Regions from separate parts of the Mus musculus genome. Here region 2 is linked to region 1. Evidence: chromatin contacts called from public promoter capture Hi-C data. All regions are on one chromosome and are shown on one strand. The core of a region is the stretch at or near the end of the contact, and the rest is flanking DNA. Distances in the headings are between cores, read along the strand shown. Region 1 holds the start of Marcks (myristoylated alanine rich protein kinase C substrate). Region 2 holds the start of Ccn6 (cellular communication network factor 6).

Evidence for each region. Promoter capture Hi-C pulls out the DNA fragments that hold promoters and counts their contacts.
Region 2: a contact with region 1 is called in a promoter capture Hi-C map of hippocampal neurons, with 18 times the contacts expected there. The contact joins the promoter of Ccn6 here to the promoter of Marcks in region 1. A contact is called at or near these places in 7 of 39 promoter capture datasets (the C10 cell line, cranial neural crest, hippocampal neurons and 3 more), 1 of 484 Hi-C or Micro-C datasets (uterus), 7 of 115 datasets of contacts at active chromatin or transcription factors (the NIH/3T3 cell line, astrocytes, differentiating embryonic stem cells and 4 more) and 1 of 9 other capture datasets (adipose tissue).

Annotation. Positions count from the first base shown.
Region 1 is chr10:37,137,574-37,140,273 of GRCm38.p6, forward strand. Marcks (myristoylated alanine rich protein kinase C substrate) reads right to left here and starts at 1,353. Exons shown (of 2, transcript NM_008538.2): 1 at 861-1,353. The coding sequence starts at 962. It overlaps 5930403N24Rik (RIKEN cDNA 5930403N24 gene), which reads left to right and starts at 1,959. Exons shown (of 3, transcript NR_166104.1): 1 at 1,959-2,700.
Region 2 is chr10:39,162,341-39,165,166 of GRCm38.p6, forward strand. Ccn6 (cellular communication network factor 6) reads right to left here and starts at 1,454. Exons shown (of 5, transcript NM_001127376.1): 1 at 1,253-1,454. The coding sequence starts at 1,300.

The DNA.
Region 1 (2,700 bases), core at 103-2,602:
GCCACCCATGGCCGACCTCTTGAGCCCACCCAACCATGGCTCTCTGCCTGGGTCGCAGCAGCACTGAGGCAATCCTCGAGGGTGGCCAAGGTGCCACTCACACGAACAGTCCAGACCAAAACACCAGAACTGCTCCCTTCTTGGCAGGCAGGAAAGGGTCTTCAAAAACCCACTGAGAATTCCCACCACACCAGGATACCATTTGAAAAGTCATATGGGTGTGTAATTACACAGCTACCAAAGGGGGAGGGGAAGGGCCATCGCAAAGGCACTTGGAAAAGCTGCCTGTCCGGCTCTAACCAGCCACCTTTCCAAGAACCCGAGGCATACTGCCTCTGGATACAATAAGACAAGCCTTCTCAGCTTGCCTTTCTCCACCGCCATCCGCGTTGGCTCCCCCCTTCCTACACACACATACACACGCGCGCGCACACACACAACCACACCAGAAATCTCAAAGACGACCCAATCTCGACAATAAATACGTGAGCCACCCAAACACCACTGTGGCCCCAAATACAAATGCAACCTGGAGGGGCGTTGGGGGGGGGGTGCATCTAACTAGTCACGTTCAGCCAATCTCCAAACCACGCCATTTTAGACGATTTATCACTCTTCCTCCGGTCTACTCAAGAATTGGCCAGGATCCTTAGGAACCACTCCTTTGGGGTGGGGGTGGAGGGTACCCTTCCTATGAAAAATTGACAATTTAGGCTATCATTACCCATTCAACTTTCAGACTAGAATCTGGCTAGGCTCCCCTCCCTCGAATGCATCTCGGGCGCGACCAGAGGGAAGACGAGGCGTCCAGATTAGAGAAAGACACCCAAGAAATGCCAAGAACCACAGGTAGAATTTACCTGCCCATTTGCTTTGGAAGGCGACGAGGCCACAGCCGCCTCCCCGGGCCTCTCGGCGGTGGCTTCTCCCTTCGCTGCGGTCTTGGAGAACTGGGCACCCATGCTGGCTTCTTCAACAAAGAAACTCAACAGATCCAAGAGAGGAAACAAAGAGCCTTCGGTTGGTGTAACGACGGGGCGAGCAGCAGCAGCAGCAACAGCGGCGGCGGCACACACACCGGAGGGAGGGGGTGGGGGTGGCGAGGAGGACAGAAGAGACCCGATTAAATACTCCGGATAAAAAATTTTTAGTCGAAGAGATCAAAAAAGCAGCAGCGCAGGAAGGAGGGAAAAAGGTGGAAAAGTCGAGCACAAAAAAGGAGCCCAAGTGTAGTTTTTTTAAAAAAAGAAGTAATAAAAAAAAATCCCAGATTTGTAGCCGCACTGTAGACAAGAGGAAAATGGAGAAATCTCCCTGGTTGCTAATAAGATGCGGGGTCCAACGCCCAAGTGCACAGATGAATGGGCTCGCGGGCGCTGACGCGGCCCCCGCGCGCGCTGGCCAATCCGCGCGCCGCACACAAAGCAGGGGGCGGGGCCTGCGCTCCGGGCGAACAATGGAGCCGCGCTTTGCAAACGGTTTGAAAATCAGCCTCAGACCAAGAATTAATGTCTTCCAAATAAATAAATCAATTAAAAAATACGTGCTTCTCGTCTCCCTCGGCCTGAAAATAATAATGCATGTCTTGATTGGCTTGCTTTGTTTGGAATTAATTAACGCGGGAGGGGGTACTTATGGATGGGGGCGGAGAAAGCTTTAACTTGACTCGCATTGACTCTTGCCGGTCTATATCCGCGTCTGTCTCTAGCCATTCTCTCCCCTCCCCCATCTTTCCCGTGTGTTTACGTGTATAAGTGTGTATACGAGTGTTAAAGACAATGGGTAGGATTTGTGTGCTAGCAGCATTTTTTCCCTCCGCACTCCATAAGGGTTTCACAGATAGTGCGCAAGGATTTTTTTTTTTGGGGGGGGGTGTTTCTTTTTTTAAAAAAACTGCTGCAATTGTTAAATCGTCCCACACTGAAAGGTATTTAAACCACGAAGATCGAATTTCATCTAGCAAGATCTCCAGTTGGAATTAGGTCTGTAGGCCAGATGTGGGAAACGCAAAAACAGCAAACAGCCTAAGCCATGCTCGTTCCTTTCTCTCCTAGAGGCGTGAAATAAAATATTTTGAAATTGGTCCTTGGAGCACCTCAAATCGCGTCTCTCCAACTATTCCAATTACCGATCACTTTTCCACAAAACATTGTGAGGACCATTTTCAGAAGATCGAAACTTGCTAGCATGTTATCACTGTAAGAAACGACATCATTAATTTTCCTCTGTGGTAAAACTAGACCGAGCCTTGAGTGTACGAATCCATATTTACAGTTGGGAGGCAGCTACTCTCGTCGACACGGGTTGTTTTCCTAGCCTGCTGCCAACATCGGAGGGACTCTCATTTTGAACTTGTCTGTGCACAGCATCAAGTGTGCTCCTGGAAGAGAGGCAACAGCGAGGAAATCCTAAAAGACCGAGTCCTAGTCTCAGAAGAAATCGCCTGCAAGGTTGAGAGACAGAAAGAAAATCCCTGGAGACTCCACGTCTAACCCAGGCTAAAGGCAAAGCTCTACAGCGGTGTGTAGGATATCTCTCTCGTTCGCTACAGCCCTTGCCACCGAAGTACCAGACGCTTTTAGTGTGTGAAAGACCAGGCGTTGATTTAATGTATCTGGAAGGGAGAGGGGATAGAGGATGCAACTTAATAAATATTCCTCTAGTCTCGCTCATGAAAACATCCAAAACATCTTTCGGCGT
Region 2 (2,826 bases), core at 204-2,703, 2.0 Mb after region 1:
AAGAACCATGAACTTAAACCGAGAGCCAAGATAAACCTTCCTTTAATTATTTTTCAGGTATTTTATCACCATGACCAAAACAAAGCAAAACAACAAACAAACAAACAAACAAAAAACCCACACATAATTAAGGCAAAATTAATCACGAATGATAATTTGTGGTCTAAGTACAATATCTCTTTGTATTTGCACTTGTTTTCTATTCTGTACATTTCTCTGTGTGCTAGAATATTTGCTGTTTAAGAACATGCTCTAAAAAAAACTAAAAAAAAAAAAAGAACATGCCCTAGTCCTCAGTTGACAGTAACCACCTGCCTCTCCTGAGAGTGTAGAACAGGAGAGAGCTGGGCACAGAGCTATTGAAGAAATGTCCTCCAGCTGTGCCAGCAGGAAGAACCCATCGCTGAGATCCTTCTTAGGAGCCTTCTGAAACCTCACACCTCTAGACGGTATAACAACTCCCCTTACTGTATAGAATACCTCTGCTGCCCCAGCCATGTTCAGCTCCAACTCCTTACCCTTCCATGTTTTCTATGTCACCGGAAGAGGTCAGAGCCAGCAGTGACCTTCATGTAAATAAATCAGCAAGTAACTCTGTCTGCTTTAATCTTCTCAATCAAAAACACTAAGGCAATGAATTGCTCATTTTAAATTAAACTTCATATGCTCTGCCCTCCGAATTATTTAGAGCTTCCACGGACAGATTCACTCACAAAAAGTGAAAGACCCAAGGCTTGAGAAAAGATAAAGTAAAAGTTTAACACTAAATGTTCCTTCCTAAGCGTTCCTTTCAAACAAGGACAGGCTTAGCTGGGGGAAAAAAAAAAAATCATTGCCAAACCCGTTTTTTTGCCAGGAGCTCTTTGCATGCTACAAGCTGTGAAAAGGCGAGCCCGCCTGCCCTTGTGTTCGCCCGCCCGCGCCTGCAACCTCTCATGAAGGGATCATGTTTACAGCTGTGGCCGTCAGTGCTACCCATCCGAGAGCTGGGGTGGACTGTGTAAATAGACATAAGGGAACACTAGTGGACTGTTCACACATTGCAAGAAGGCTTCAGTGTGTACACCTCAAAGGGGGAAGTGTCCAGCATCGAGACGAAACTCCCAAGCTAAAACTGAACGTTCTGGAAAGGAAAATGGCTCCCCATTTCTCATTAAATAATTACCCGTATATTTCCCCCATTTCTACCTTGCAGCTGTACTTTGGGCCTGGAGATGTACAGCTGGAGTCTGAATGTGAAACAAGGACTTACCTGTGTCAGCCCAGTCATGAGCAGAGTGCAAAAGAGGAGCCTACGCATGATGCCGGGAGGATGGAGAGATGGAGAAGCGCCAGGCACAAAGCTCCCCTGTCTCCTGCACAAGGAACCACGTCTCCACCTCCTGGGCTTCAGACTCCCGGGTTGCACTTTCCGTCTGAGGATCTGTCCCAGTGCCCTGCGGATTTCACTGGACTTCTAGAAGCTCCTTGGGTCTGCACGGTGTGCGTCAGGAGGGGCCAACACCTTCCTACAGGGACTCTGCGAGAGCAAGTGGAGGTTGTTCTCTGAGGGAGGACGGACATCCTGTTCTTGAGATCCAAGCCCGTCTTCCAGGAGTTGGGTGGCATTGGACATCTTTCCCACCTTGCCCTTGGTCTCTCTGATTTCTCTGCCGGGTGTTGGTCCAGTCTCTCCCCATTTCATGTCACTTGAGTTTCATGTCCTACCAACAGCAGATTCTAGAGGCCTTTCCTGAGCTGGTGAGCAGCCCCCACCCCATGTCGTCCTATACTCCGACACATCTCACCCCTGGGGCAATGGTAAGGGGTTAACCTAGTGGGTGTAAGTAGACTCCCCACAGCACATTTGCTTAAACTAGGCTCCTATCTGCAGTTGTAGTTTTGTGGGAGACAACAGAAAATTAACCCTAGGTTTCCCCAATTAGGTTTTCCCAATTAGATTTTCCCAATTAGAAAATTGGAGTGAGAATTTTTTTTAACATACGAAACACTACAAGATGCCCATTAATACATATAATTTTGTTTTTGTGTATCAGTTAAAACAATCTTTAAAACTCTAAAAAGTAAGTTACTCTGAATTTGAACCATTTCTCCAGAAACACACCATGTGTGCACACACATGTGGCCACCAGCCTGTCCCCTCCTGTGTTGTCACCAGGACAAGAGTTAAGAGTATCCATTTTAACCTTTGTTCTTTCTCTGTCCAAGTCTTGTCTTCCTGAAGATCCAGCAGGCGAAACCTACCTTCCCACAGCTCTTCTCCCTTTGGCCTGTCACGTGATCTACAGTGTCCGGGCCTCTTTCTTCCCACCCTTATGAGCATGAATTTAGCACATAAGTAAGGCCTCCCACAGCGGTGACCTCTGGGAGGCTGTGCTCCCACAGAGCCAATAGCACATGAGCATGCACACATCACAGTAGCCTGCAGCTATATGTGCACTGGGCCACCCAGATGGTACCCTTCTTAGTTAGGGGTTTACTGCTGTGGACAGACACCATAACCAAGGCAACTCTTATAAGGACAACATTTAATTGGGGTTGGCTTACAGTTCAGAGGATCAGTCCATTATCATCAAGGTGGGAGCATAGCAGTATCCAAACAGGCATGGTGCAGGCATCTCAAGGCAAACAGGAGAAGACTGACTTCCACACAGCTAGGACAAGGGTCTTAAAGCCCATGCCCACAGTGACCCACCTATTCCAAAAAGGCCACACCTCCAAATAATGCCACTCTCTGGGCCAAGCTTATACAAACCTCACAGTACCCTTTTCATTTGCCACCCTAAGGTCTTGGATCAGTTAAATGTCTGGCAAATGGATCTTGAA